Linked DNA regions of Mus musculus: region 2 is linked to region 1. A link is a contact called in public HiChIP or PLAC-seq data. All regions are on one chromosome and are shown on one strand. Each heading gives the region's core, a stretch centred on a gene start, on an enhancer-like site or on the middle of the called end of the contact. The rest is flanking DNA. Distances are from core to core; before and after follow the strand shown. Region 1 has its middle 74 kb from the start of Gm32500. Region 2 has its middle 27 kb from the start of Gm39826.

Region 1 (2,938 bases), core at 187-2,686:
TAGAATACTATATGAGCAGTATACGGATAGCGGCAGTCAAAATAATCATTGATTTAATGGTTAACTAGATGGCACACTGTCCATAAAATTAAAGTCTGAACGTGTTAATGATGCAGATCTCAATGTTGAAAAGAAAATTAAATCTTCAGAATTCTTCCTGTTGTGCAGTGTTGGACATGGAACCCAGGCTGTTTAGCATGTTATGCAGGTGATAGACTATCTCTGATATAGTCTTGATAAAAGAAAATGGGAATTAAAGGTTTGTAGTAGATGACTGAATTCACTGAAACTTGTGGGTGTGTCTAGCATTGGAGAAGAATGCAACAATCAGTCATAGCATCTCAGTGGTCCTGGGTTCTTAATGTGTTTCAGGCTCTATTCCAAGCTCCACATTCATGAATGCATGCTCACCCCAACTTTGTGTTTGTGGTATTTGTATGTGTATGTGCTCATGTGTATGTGTGTTGTGGGTACATGTGTTGTTGTGGGAGATGTACATGCTCTTATATGAATTCACACAAAAGCCAGAAGCCAACACTCATTGTCTTCCTCAATGGCTCTTCATTTTAAGGTTTAAAACCCTAAACCCATAGCTCCCTAACTCAAATAGAGCAGGTGACCAACAAAGTCCCAGAAATACTTCTCCCATTTCTGCCCATTCCCCAACAGCCTCCCTTAGTGCTGAGATTACATATATGTACCACCATGTCCACACCAACCTGGGTGCCAAAGATTCAAAGGCTGGTACTCATTCTTGTGCAACAAGCATTTTGCAGACTGGGTCTTTGCCCTGGGCCACGATTTTGTTGTAATAATACTATTCACAATTTACAGTTGAGAAAACCAAGGTGAATTGGTATGGTCCACCCACCAGTTTGCCATTGGCCATACCATCATCTTGGAGGAGAGTGGGTAGATTGAAGGGAAACTGTCTAATGGTCACACGCTTCCTGCAGCTTAAATACCTTCCCCAAATATGTTCCTCTTAAAACTCATTTGCAAATGAGATCATGTACAAGGGAGCATTTTGTTTTATAGCTTGCCACTTGCTGTATTTAGATAAATGCTAAAATGCTGAGATGCTTGTTATATTAAAAAAATACAAAGTTGTTTTGCATATCAAAATCTCTTAGCACAGTCTTTGCTGGGGTAAAGGAAGTTGAAAATAAGACAGTTCCATCTCTAGCATTTGCTTGCTTTTTCCCCATAATGTAGCTCGTGATTACTCTGCAGATGGGGTCTGATTATCAAATTGTGTGTCTTCCAAATCCCACTCATATCAATAGCACGTGAGACAATAACTCCCAAGTGGTGTCAAGGCCCCCATCGTCAGAGCTACTGCCGGCAAGCATTTGGGCCAAGAATAAGAATGTGTGTACACTTCCAGCTTTGCAATCAGTATGGAAATGAGTCAACTTATAGATGCTGAGTGATCTTATAGAAAGGGCTCCAGCTGCAGACAAATGCCAAGCCGAGAATGATCAGCAGAGCAGAGCCTCTGCATACTCTCTCCAGCTGCTTACAGCCAACGAGTTTTGGCAGCAGAGCAGCCTTGGCTGGACTGTTGAATTATCCTGGGCTGAAGGAAATCTTCAAGGCCTTATTGTCATCCATGAGGAACCTGAAGGTTAGACAGGGACTACTGTGAGGTAGAAACAGGAGCCTGTGTGGGGTGTGGTCCGCACAGGTTTGAAGCCTGCTAGAATTTCTGCATGATTGAACTCACAGATATATTATTCATTTCTGTGAAAATGTATTTGGATACATATTTATTAAACAAATATTTTCAGAACAGCCAAAGGCCATTCTCCTCATTGCAATCAGAGGAATTGTTTTATAATGCAAACTCAGTTATATTGTTCTTTCCCTAAAGCCCTCAAAAGGGCTTATATTGCTCTTAAAATAAGATTTAATTGTCTTACCAAAACCTGTGAGGCCCAAAGAATTTGACCAGTGCTTGTGCCTGGCCAGGTGGCTTGTGTCACTCTGACCTCGCTCCCATCAGTTCTAAATGTTCTCTGGGCTACACACCCATCCATTCTACATCACAAGATGGAGCCTGCCCAGGGCTTTTGTTTTGTCTCCTACTCCTCCTGTTGGTTTCCTTTCAGTCTGGCTTCTCAGAGGGGACTGCTTTTGTCATGATGACTCCATGTCATCCACCCTATTTGCTCTGCCAATTTCCTCTAGCACCCATCTGGCACTTGTCAATGATATTCCACCCAGGGCATGCTCTTGACAAGATTGACTCAGAACAGCATTGAGCAAGTGATGGACCAGAGAGCTGAGAAAATGACCAGATCCCACTTGGAAGATGTTTCAGACCAAGCTCTCAGACCCCAAGCTGAACATTTTTCATAATCCTGGAAGGGAGATGGAAAGAAACCAAACAAACATTGGAATGTCACCATTAACCTATCCTAATTTCAACCTTCATAAACCCAAATCCCATTTTATAACAGTCTTTTGAATTCTGATATGAAATTTATGGATGTTCAGCTCAGTTGTGACAAGTAGTTTCATAAATTCAGATATAATATAAAGTAGATAAAATCCATCTATGATAAAATCATATTATTTAATACTTCAGAATGATTATGCTAGAAGACATGTCTATCCGTAATAAATATTTTTGAAGTTGGGAGGAGCACGACAACATCTGAGTAACAATCAGTGTTTGCTCTTATCGCTGCTGCTTTGAAATCAAGTCTTAACACAGACACATATATTCTGTTTCCAATGGCAGTCACAACTACACATCAAACTGATACATATGTGTCATTTGAGCAGGGTAAACACTAAAAATAACTATTTCACTGACTACATGTGTGTTGGTTTCTGGGGCCATGACAGACACCTGAGAAACAGTTTAAGGCTCACAGTTGCAAAGGGTTTGGTCCATGGTTGCCTGGCTTCATTACTTTGAGTCTGAGGAAGT
Region 2 (2,938 bases), core at 299-2,798, 400 kb before region 1:
CAGACGACCTGGGATTCAGTTCCCAGCACCCACATGGAACAGCTCACAAATGCCTGTAACTCTAGCTCTAGAGGATCTGACGTGGCTTCTGGACTCTGCCACGCTTACGTCCACTTCAACAAACCCACATCCAGATGCACATATGTATAAATACACACATGTTTATAAAGAAAAAAGTCTTTTAAAACCAGCATTAAATAAAAAGACATATCAATCGTATGGATAAATTTAACTGTACCTTTCAACTAGCAGCAGCAAAACCAGAAACAAAATTCTGAGTAGTTAATAAAAGAGAGAGGAAAATGCTATTGGCTCCAGAAAGACATCTTTCAGAGAGCCAAGGGATAGAGAAAGGATGGAAGGACTGAGCAAAGGAAAAAAAATATTATGAGTGGCATCTGAAAATCAAACTGTAAAGGTGCTAAGGAAAGTGAAGGCCATGCCAGAGGCTCCACTTTTGGGCAAAAACATGTCCGTTATTCACATCTCTCTGCTCAGAGCACAATGCTGACCTTTCAATCCCATTGCTTGATTCTTTCACCAAGAGATCAATTTTCAATCTGATCAAGTTTACTTCTTCTTTTCTTTTGTGTGCATGTGGTGTTTATGCGTGTGTGGAAGTGTGTATATGTACGTATTGTGTGTGTGCGTGTGTGCGCGCGCGTGTGTGTGTTTGTAGTGTGTGTGTTTGTGAAGGTGTCTATAGAGGCCATCAGAACAGGAGTTAGCGCGCGTGTGTGTGTTTGTAGTGTGTGTGTTTGTGAAGGTGTCTATAGAGGCCATCAGAACAGGAGTTAGAGACTGTTGGTTGTGAGCACCAAACTCAGTAGTCTGGAAAGACCAACATTATTTGGAAATAAATAAGTAAGTAAATAAAAACTAAACCCTCAAAAATGTGTTACTCTAATTCCAGGAGGCTTTGCAGGACATAGTACACAGGTGTTGTTGTTGTTGTTGTTATTGTTGTTGTTGTTGATGATGATGATGATGATGATGATCAAGTGAAGTGGAGGCACAGAGAAGTGACCGCCTTGTTCACTTACTGAGGTCTTCCCTGTAATGTAAATGAGAAACCCCAGAGAGTTGGAAGCTGCCTCTCTCATTCATCCTTCGGTGACATCACAAGACAAGCTGGTAACTTTTGGTTTGATGGGATGACATAATTGTGCTTTATTTTTACAAAGCCCTTCCTTCCTGAGACTGACATAAGACATATTCATGGATGAAATGATAGATATTCGATACATCTTGACTTCTAAAGAAGATGAAGTAGGGAAAATAAGTAAAAGAAGATGGGCCGTGAATTGCAAAATGTTAATGCTTTGTAATAGATATAAAAGAGTTCATAACACTGTTCTATTTTTGTATGTATTTGAAGCTTTTCATCACATAAAAATTGGTAAAAATTTATGTAGCTAAAACCAGAACCCAACTCTCAAAGTGGTCAGCTGACAATGTCTAACTGAATTGGAAGGAAGCACGGGCCGCCTGTGTCCCATGTTGGAGGACACCCCCATCTTCCCTAACAAAGGCAGCATGCTACCAGGGCCCTGCGTTCCCCTGTTTGGTTCTTTCTGCATTTCTAGACATTCATTCAGCTCCAAGTCACACAGCTGCTGATATTGTAAAAATGTTGCTAAGCAACATGTTAATGGGGAGAAAACACTCCTTAAAACATTAGGGGTTTTGTCTTTTAAAATGTACCAGTTCAGCATATCATACCTCCCACAGCTCAATTTAACAGGAGGAAAAATACCAACTCTCTGAATGTAATTCCTTTTCTTCCATCTTCCTGACTGGATCCAAATCTAATAAGAGTAAGAAATGCACCATGGTGATGACCCAAAATCACCCACATCCCTGTGGTCATTTGGTGGTTTGCATGTAGAACAGCAGTTCCCTAGGAACTAAGACCTAGGATGGGGCTTGGTGAGGACAATGAGACCAGGAAGAGGAGTAAGGTGAGAGATGCTTTCATTTTCTCCCCTGTACTTTTGTCCAGAGCATAAGAGCCTGCTGTAGCTTTCAAGGCTCTAGAACTTGGATGGGTCGAGTCACCTATTAAGCCTCAGTTTCTTTTCTAGTAACTCAGAATATTTGACTGAATATTCATGGAGAGAGAGAGAGAAAGAGAGAGAGAGAGAGAGAGAGAGAGAGAGAGAGAGAGAGAGAGAACATGTGATCATGTGTAGATACATCTCTCTGTGTGGGTACATATACTAGTGTGTATGTGAGATGGGAGCCAGAGGTCTACCTTGGGTGTCACTCCTCAAGAGCTGTCCCCTTGTTTTGTGAGACAGGTTCTATCACTATCCTGGAACTTGATAGTTAGGCTGAATTACATAGACAGGAAACCTTAAAGATCCAGCTTCCCCACCCCTAATGCTGGGACTAAGGGTGCATCACTAATCCAGGCTTTTTCAAATGAGATTTGAATATCGAACACAGATCTCATGCTTGTCCAGCAAGGACTTTACTAACTGAGCCATCTCCCCAGACCCTGAAAGGCATTCCTAATTCCAAGAGTTATGTCTACAAGGGATCCCACAAGGTCAGAGCATTCTTGTGTGCTTTCTTTGGGTAGCATGGGGGGTGGTTAGCTTCTGCTTTCTGAGGCCTGGGGAGGATGCTTGAGCATTTGACAGGTGCCCAGGTGCTGTTTTGATGGACAGGAGGAAGAGACAGGTACAAGGCTCTCCAAGCCAAATGAGCAGAACAATGAGCAGACTCTGACCCAGGAGACTGACACAGCCGTCATTCAGAGGCAAGCTTCTGTGGCAAGGCCCGGGGCTCAGAACTTGGTGGTGTGTGCGCTCTAGGTGTGAAGCTTCCAGCTCTCACCTCTGAGTGTGAAGTGTGGGCAGTTTTGAGAAGACAGAATGAGATAATGTTGTGCTCCTAAGTAAGGGTGACCTTAGCTTAGAACCCAGGACATAGT

The links. HiChIP or PLAC-seq counts read pairs in DNA pulled down with a chosen protein or histone mark.
Region 2: a contact with region 1 is called in an H3K27ac HiChIP or PLAC-seq map of VIP interneurons, with 4 times the contacts expected there. The contact joins two enhancer-like sites. A contact is called at or near these places in 3 of 115 datasets of contacts at active chromatin or transcription factors (the NIH/3T3 cell line, SST interneurons and VIP interneurons).

Annotation. Positions count from the first base shown.
Region 1 is chr11:56,350,544-56,353,481 of GRCm38.p6, reverse strand. No RefSeq gene overlaps it. Among named protein-coding and RNA genes, the nearest start is that of Gm32500, 74 kb to the left of the region's middle. Within about 2 kb of position 1,436, at least 7 of the 459 cell types and tissues checked have an H3K27ac peak or open chromatin away from gene starts, as enhancers often do. A contact at or near this core is called in SST interneurons and VIP interneurons, where this site is marked.
Region 2 is chr11:56,752,596-56,755,533 of GRCm38.p6, reverse strand. No RefSeq gene overlaps it. Among named protein-coding and RNA genes, the nearest start is that of Gm39826, 27 kb to the right of the region's middle. Within about 2 kb of position 1,548, at least 27 of the 459 cell types and tissues checked have an H3K27ac peak or open chromatin away from gene starts, as enhancers often do. A contact at or near this core is called in SST interneurons and VIP interneurons, where this site is marked.